Linked DNA regions of Zea mays: region 1 is linked to region 2. The links are chromatin contacts, called in public Hi-C maps. All regions are on one chromosome and are shown on one strand. The core of a region is the stretch at or near the end of the contact, and the rest is flanking DNA. Distances in the headings are between cores, read along the strand shown. Region 1 holds the start of LOC100285048 (pepsin A). Region 2 holds the start of LOC100281668.

The links. Hi-C and Micro-C count contacts between places; a contact is called where the count stands out from the background.
Region 1: a Hi-C map of bundle sheath shows a contact between it and region 2, with 6 times the contacts expected there. The contact joins the promoter of LOC100285048 here to the promoter of LOC100281668 in region 2. A contact is called at or near these places in 5 of 25 Hi-C or Micro-C datasets (bundle sheath, ear, leaf and 1 more).

What each region holds. Positions count from the first base shown.
Region 1 is chr4:96,371,858-96,375,723 of Zm-B73-REFERENCE-NAM-5.0, reverse strand. LOC100285048 (pepsin A) reads left to right here and starts at 1,720. Exons shown (of 10, transcript NM_001157943.2): 1 at 1,720-2,101; 2 at 2,211-2,340; 3 at 2,435-2,685; 4 at 2,766-2,993; 5 at 3,533-3,695; 6 at 3,791-3,861. The coding sequence starts at 1,854.
Region 2 is chr4:96,174,189-96,178,333 of Zm-B73-REFERENCE-NAM-5.0, reverse strand. LOC100281668 reads left to right here and starts at 1,674. Exons shown (of 7, transcript NM_001154588.2): 1 at 1,674-2,089; 2 at 3,831-4,069. The coding sequence starts at 1,847.

The DNA.
Region 1 (3,866 bases), core at 471-2,970, 200 kb before region 2:
CTTGTAGCTTGGTAACAATACAATCACTATATAATATTGACAACTAATTGGATTCTTAGCACTACATAAAGGGTAGACTATTGGATAAGCAAGTTGCAACAACTCACCCGGAGAGGAGTGCTCGATTTAATCCATGAATCATACACAATATGATATGATTTATCGGGGTCTTGAACCATCATAAATTTACTAACATGAGTTGAAATTTTGGATATCATAATAAGTAAAATATTATATTCAAATTGTTGACTACTAACATGGAGACCAAAAACCAACAAAGTTAACTATAGTATATTGCTTTCCTTCTTCTTGGATATGGATCCTGGCATCGCCTCATAGTGAGGCCGAGTGAGAGTTGCGGGGAGGAGGCGTTGAGCCGAAGAAAGACAACAGGGTGGTGGTTCTTGTCCGACGTCAGCATGGCGGGACATTCAGTGTGGAAGAAGTAGCCGAGGAGGAGCGACACACGTGGGAGGGCGCAGGTGGTGGCCGAACACCAGCGGTGGCAGGTGAGTGCTACACGGAGGAGGTCGGATAGGCCGCAGGGGTGAGGCGACGAAGGATGGCCTAGAGGAGGAGGTCCATGAGGTCGTCGATTGTCTAGCAGAGGAGCACGAGCAAAGGTGCGGGAACTAACGTGCCTCCGCAGATTGTTTCGGGCCAAGGTTCTTTCGAAGTAGGCTTACGGAAAAACAAAATAACCTTGTTGGTATGGATTTTCCATTAATCATATTAAGCCTTGGGCCATACAGTGTCGTAGACAAAGAATAGCTAGTAGGGGCCCGAGCCCTCTTAGGTTTGTACAAAGATATAAATACATATGAATTGCAACTAGTTTTTAAGCATTTAAGTATATATAATTAGTGATCGATTCAATAAATATTGACTATTTTGTTATTTGTGCGTTTGAGAAAAATAGGTAGTCTATGAAGTTAAATTTAAACTGAAATCAGACACCCATATATTACATATAATCTATTACATTTTATTTATGACTCCCTTTGTACAAAAATTATGGCTACATTCTTAAGGCCAGGATATTACTGTCCACCTAGGCCACCTCTGTAAAACCCCGCCGAGGGCAGAGGCAGACTCAAACGCCACCGAGTTTTAATATCGGAGACATGTATGCAATTAGAGAACGTATCAGGTGCAAACCAAACACTTAGTGCAAACCGTGCAAATCAATATATTGGTGAAGGTGGGAGGGTAAATTTAAAAATATATCAAAAGAGGTTGAAGGGTCATTTTAAAAGGTGATACACGCCGGTAAGGTTGTTTTGTAAAATTATCATGTCTATTTGCACGATTTGTACCAAATAATTGGTTTGCACATGATTCGTTTCCATGTAATTATGGCATGTATAATAGATGTTTTGAACTATATCTTCGAATGCATATAAGGGTGTAAATGTAAAAAAACCCAGGACACGTTTCTTGGCAAAGATACTATGTCTTGGCTCTACTATATTCGAAACAAATGACTAGCTGATTACTTAATTTAATTTATTTAATGTTCTGATTGGTATAATGAATATAATAAAACATGTCAAATATATTATTTTGTATTTTAGTTATGTTTTATATTTGGAGTATCGTATAGGGTTGTACAGGGTTATACGATGGAAGGAAAGAAATATCAGTATCTCCCGGCTGATTTAAACACGGGCCGTTGAAAGCAACGCCTATTAAATTTCCCCTTGTGCTCCCGCTCCTCACACTCTTCTCTGCGCCTTACCAGAAGGCGGACACAATCGTCGTTCCCTTGCGACCTCACCGTCTGGCTGCCTCTGCCTGGAGTAGGAAGACCTCCGCACTAAGCAAAGTAGCAAAGCCAGAGCCCGATCGGATCGATGGCGGCGGTGCCCCGCGCTTCCAGCTTCTTCTCGATGCTACTCGTCCTCCTCTCATTGCTGTCGGTGGAGCGCGCGGCCGCCACCGGCCTCTTCCAGGTGCGCCGCAAGTTCCCGCGCCACGGAGGCGGGGACGTGGTGGAGCACCGCCTCGCGGCGCTTTTGAGGCACGACATGGGCCGCAACGGCCGGCTCCTTGGTGCCGTTGACTTGCCCCTTGGCGGCGTCGGGCTCCCCACCGCGACCGGGTAGGTGATCTATCAGCATCGGCTGCGCGTGTGCGTTTCTGGCTGCGGTGATGATGATACATAGTAGGCTTCTCTTGGCGTGTCTGACTGGGGTTTCTGCGCAGCGCAGCCTGTACTACACGCGGATTGAGATCGGCTCGCCGCCCAAGGGCTACTACGTGCAGGTGGACACCGGCAGCGATATCCTTTGGGTGAACGGCATCAGCTGCGACGGCTGCCCCACCAGGAGCGGCCTCGGGGTAATGCTCTCCAGCCAGCCATGGCGCCATGCTTTTGTCTCTTAGAAGATTTTTTTTTCTCGTGAAAAAGGATCGTGCTGGGTTTGGTTGTTAGATAGAGCTGACGCAGTACGACTCGGCCGGCAGCGGGACCACGGTGGGGTGCGAACAAGAGTTCTGCGTTGCCAACAGCGCGGCGAGCGGCGTGCCCCCCGCGTGCCCCTCGGCGGCGTCGCCGTGCCAGTTCAGGATCACCTACGGAGATGGGAGCTCCACGACCGGCTTCTACGTCACAGATTTCGTGCAGTACAATCAGGTGTCCGGCAATGGCCAGACCACCCCGTCCAACGTCAGCATCACGTTTGGGTGAGAGCCTTGGGGGAGCAAGTGCACCTGGCCTGGGGGACCACTCGTCCGTTGATTCTGCCGCTCTTTCCGTGCTGCAGGTGTGGTGCGCAGCTTGGTGGGGATCTGGGATCGTCGAGCCAGGCGCTTGATGGGATTCTTGGGTTCGGCCAGTCGGATGCGTCGATGCTGTCGCAGCTGGCTGCTGCTTGTAAAGTGAGGAAGATTTTTGCTCACTGCTTGGACACTGTGCGTGGTGGTGGTATCTTCGCTATTGGCAATGTGGTACAGCCCCCCATAGTGAAGACGACGCCGTTGGTGCCCAACGCGCGCGTACGTGCTCTCTGCTCTGCTTTCCCCCCGTTTCCATCCTCATCATACCTATTTTCTGTCTCATCTACTTTGAGCTGCTCTCGTGGTAGTCTTTGTTGACTGATAGTTTAGTTTGTTTGATTTTCCCTGCCATGGCTTATCAGCCGGAACTCTTGGTAGTTAGTTTAGTTTGTGCTAAGCGGAGTTGACTGACCCAACATCCAAAGCTTTGACATTATAGACACAAAAGCTTTGACCGTTTCCTGATCACTATTCGTTGAAAATCGATCTTGAAGCACGACCTGTTTCCAGCCAAAATGTGTTTTATTTATTCAGGGACAGGACAGAGGGAGTACAATATATCAAAGTGTCCCAACTCCCAAGTTCTTATCCAGTTATCCTTACAGCTTTTAATGCCAATGTCTTGGTTTACTCTTCATGTGCGCCCCTTGGATTTATCTATGTAAATAGTAAAGCTACCATCCTCTTCAATTACTTTTTCCGCATGTATTCTTTTGAATGATGCTCTGGAACCTCTTATTGAAATTTACCACAGGACACACTACAATGTCAATCTGCAAGGAATTTCTGTTGGTGGTGCTACACTTCAGCTTCCTACAAGTACTTTTGATTCGGGTGACAGTAAAGGAACTATCATTGACAGCGGGACAACACTGGCATATCTTCCGAGGGAAGTTTATAGGACTTTGCTGACTGCGGTATGGGAACTTCTGCATGAAACAAACAATCTTTGTGCGGAGTAGTGATCAAGAACAATTTGTGACCGCCATATGTTCTCTTAACCACTTTTTAGGTATTTGATAAGCATCCAGATTTGGCCGTACGTAATTATGAAGACTTCATCTGTTTCCAGTTTTCCGGAAGGTGCA
Region 2 (4,145 bases), core at 425-2,924:
GATAGGAGCAAAGTAGAGATAGTTGTGTTAGTATCAGTGGTATCATGACACGCTAGGTGACATTAAAATTTCAGGTTGTCAACCACTCACACTAAGTGCATTGTCTTTGTAGGACGTTGTGAATGCTAAAAAATAAAACAATTTCTACGTCATACTGATCCGTTGTAAAATAACTTGTGATATATAGTCTCCACGGGATGTGTGGAACAGATGTGAGAGATGGGAGAAAAGTGTCTACCACTGCCCCTTCTCCTCAATGAGGTTGTCCTAGTAGCTATTCTTGTTGCCGCCAGACATGGTCGTAGTGGGGGAGAGCTTCACCAATGACACGAGCACCCATTGCATGACCACGAAGGCGGTGCCGATGAGGAGTTGTTGAAGCCCCACTCATGTAGAGGCCACCGGCGATGGGTCCGAGCGCCCGCGCCTCTCCCTCGGAGGCCACTAGCGAACCCTCTTCTGGCTACCAGACTGGAAAAAAAACAATGTTGAGAAATCAATAGTCGATGGTCAATATCTGTGGGGAAAGGACATAGGAGTTGTGGCGAGATGTGCGGCGTACGTTGGCCAACGTCGAAGCGGCCCTGGTCGGCGACGGCGGCGGGGATGATGAAGTCGCTAGCCTCAGACATCCTCATCGTATTTGGCCTCTGCGGCGGCGAGGAGGAGGATGCGCGGAGGGGAAGGCGAGGCGGGACACGGCGGGTCGGCGCGGCCTACGAGACGGTCGACCACACCGCGGCTGCGCGGAGGGGAAGGCGAGGCAGGGGCATGGCGGGTCAGGCAGCCTCCGAGACGGCCGGCCACACCACGGCTGCGCGGCTACGCGGAGGGAAAGGCGAGGCGGGGCCACATGGCAGACTTTGAGGGGGGGCAAGGCGGTGGCATTGGCCGCGCCAGACGCCCACTTTGCTGTCTTAATAGTAGTAGTGATATATAAGTTGAAAAACACTAGTTTTGGTGATCCGGACCACCAAATATAATGATTAAATTATTGAAACGAGAAGTCCTCAATGATTTTTTTAGTCTTTATATGGTATGGGAAAAAACCATGGTCCCAAGGCCTATACCTGCATCACTAGACCTTGAGACGATCTACTGCTGCGTGAAGGAATCCAAGGATCGAACGATCTCCTATTATGGTACGCGGACCGAGCAACGGACTGATTCCAAATCAATAAAATCAGATGATTTTAAGGTCTAGCAATACATGTTTCGATTTCGGTACCGTATTTTTTTGATTGATTTTATATATACCACTCAACTTTTAAAAAATAAATAGTTATTTGATTTTGTAAAAGGTTGAGTTGTATATCTCTGATGAACCATTTTTTCATATGGTACGGGCTTTCTTGCACAGCCTGCAGCACCCCGAGCAGCAGGCGACCATCCTCTCCGCGGTGGACCGCAACCGTCAGCCGCGGTTGCTGCGGCGAAAACTCAAAACCGCGCAAACGACCCGGGGGCCCGATCCATCCGCCCCGCTCGTTCGTTTTTATTTTGTGTCCGATCAGTGCCAGCGTACAAGTGGCAATAGCGGCATTCTTCTCCTGTTTCCTTCCCGCTTCCCCCCTACCCTTGCGGGCCCCACGTGCCGCATTCCCTTGCCACCACCAACCCTCTTTTTTTTCTTCCTTCGTCCGACCTTTCCATAGTCAAACCTTCCCTCTTCACCTTCTCCTCTCCTGTCTCGTCTTCCGTTGAAGAGAGGCATGCGCTCGGGCGGCGGTTGGGTGCTTCATCATCGTACGTAGCTGCCTGCCAAGGCGCATCTTATCTTTAGAAGGCGACGAGGAGGAGAAGGGCAGGGAGAGGAGGTGTGTGTGCGCGCGCGCACTGTGCAGTGATGGAAGCGGCGGGGGACGAGGTGGTGCGGGCGCTCGGTGCCGGGTTTGACCTCACGTCCGACTTCCGTATGCGGTTTGCCAAGGCCAGCGAGGGGCGGCGCCTGGTGGAGCTCGGCGAGGAGACAAGGGACGTGCCGCTCCCGGGCGGCGGCGGGGCAACGCTCCGCGCGGTGCCGCGCGACGTCGGCGTCGACAAGGGAGACCGCATCCGCTTTCGCTCCGACGTACTCGAGTTCAACCAGGTGCGTACCACGCCCGCGCGCCACGGTCTCCTCGCCGCGCTCCCTCCCGCTTCTACTTCCAGTTCCAGCGCGCCGCGTGATCGGACGGACTGACCTGGCTGCCCCGTTTTATCCCGCGGGTTGCCTGTTCTGATGCCGTGATTGGTGGTGGTCATGGATTTTGGGGGATCGGATGGGGTTGGATTCATCATGCCTTTGATGTCTTCTTGTTGCGTCCGCAGCATCGCGAGCCGAATCAACGCCTCATGGTTGAATTCACCTTCTCGTCCGCTGGACGCTGGTTGCTTCAAAAATTGCCCATCTGATTTGGGCGTCAGAATTTCTCTTTGCCTTCCAGTTTCATCATTTTCTTCTTTTATAATAATTAAAAACCATTTTTTCTGCTTCATGACGCGGTATGGCCATTATTTTTCTCGTTCACATGATATGCCAGTCAACTAATCCAAGTACTGTGCTTAAAGTTCAATCATTATCAACAGTTGTAGTAGAAGCCACACCCGTCTTCGTTTCTTTTGCGTGCGGGCACAAATTCTATATTACTGTACGTGGTACTAGTGGCTGTAGCTAGTCTGCGCGCCCCAACAACCGTGTAAGCTTTCCTGGTCTGCGGAGCATCAGGATCGAGATGCTACTGCCTTCCATTCATTAACGCCGGAGAATGTCTGGCGTCCTGGAATTATCCTGCTGATCCCTTTTGCTGAGCTGCGTGCCTGATCCTGATGCCTACGGCCTACCGGAGTTCGGCGGCCACCTGTATCGGCTGCGGATATTGCCTTCCTTCATCATGGCTCCTCGATCTGGCAGGCAGCAATTAATTTCCCTGCAAATCCTTCAACGATTCGGTTCGGTGCGCATTACATCACGCTGATGTGCGATTAGGACTCTGGTGACATTCAGACTAGCAGCTTCCGGTGGAATTCAGCTTTTGTGGACGGCAAGTAAGCAAATGTGAAACCACTCCACGGCAATCCACCTTGGACTTCAGAGGTTGCTTACTGAAGTCTAGCAAGATAGCAAATGGTGTGTAACCCCGTGGCAGGGAAATGCTAGTCCTTGTCATGGTAGCTGGTATATAATGCAAGTCTATGACAAAAAAAATATTTGTGGGACTTTTGGGGGTGGTTTTGGACAACTAAATTTTCATGTATTTCTGGTGCACGACTGCAGCATGTCATTGGACCATGTGGCCTGTTAAATGTGTAGAACCTTCTTGCTTTTCGATCAAGGTGAAAAGCAGCTTTACTTGACGCCTTGGTTTTAAGTACAATTCACATGGTAGGTTTGTGTCATTTGCTTATGAGTCAAGACCATGACTAGGTTACCATCTCTTTGCTTAACACTTCAACATTTAATATTGCCCTGTTTCTGATAAAGTGAGTATGGCTGTGTTTCCTACTGTTCATGTGCCCTTACTATGCTAGCTCGGTGTTTCTTTTCCTGTTTTCCCTTCTAAAAGTAGTTTAGTATTTTGGGTTGTAACATTGAAAATCTGCTCCTTTCACATTTGGAGGTGGTTATTCCCTGTTTATCAGGGTTAAAAGCCGCTTTTTCTTTATTTCTTCACTGGAATGTTACTCTCTAGTAACATGACAGTAGAACTGATCGAAGTTACTAAAAAGGTTAATTGGTGACTAAAACAAGTTTGATTCTAAAGTTCATTATGTTGTTAAGTACAGCTGTGGTACTCCATCTGCAAAATGTTTACAATTTATTCTGCTCACATTTTAATTTCCTTGATTAGATGTCAGAATTGCTTAATCAGAAATCTTCAGTCCAAGGGAAAGTTCCTTCAGGCTATTTTAATGCTCTCTTTGAATTAAGTGGAGCTTGGTTGACTGATGCCAAAGAGACCAAGCATCTAGCATTCGACGGATATTTCATTTCTTTGTACAACTTGCATCTAAAGGCTTCTCCATTAGTTCTTCGAGATGAAGTAAAAAAGGCTGTTCCATCGAAGTGGGATCCTATTGCATTATCATGGTAAGACACTACGTTAGCCTGTAATTCATTTGTTCTTGTCATTCAAACGATATGATTTCTTTATGTTCTTATCATG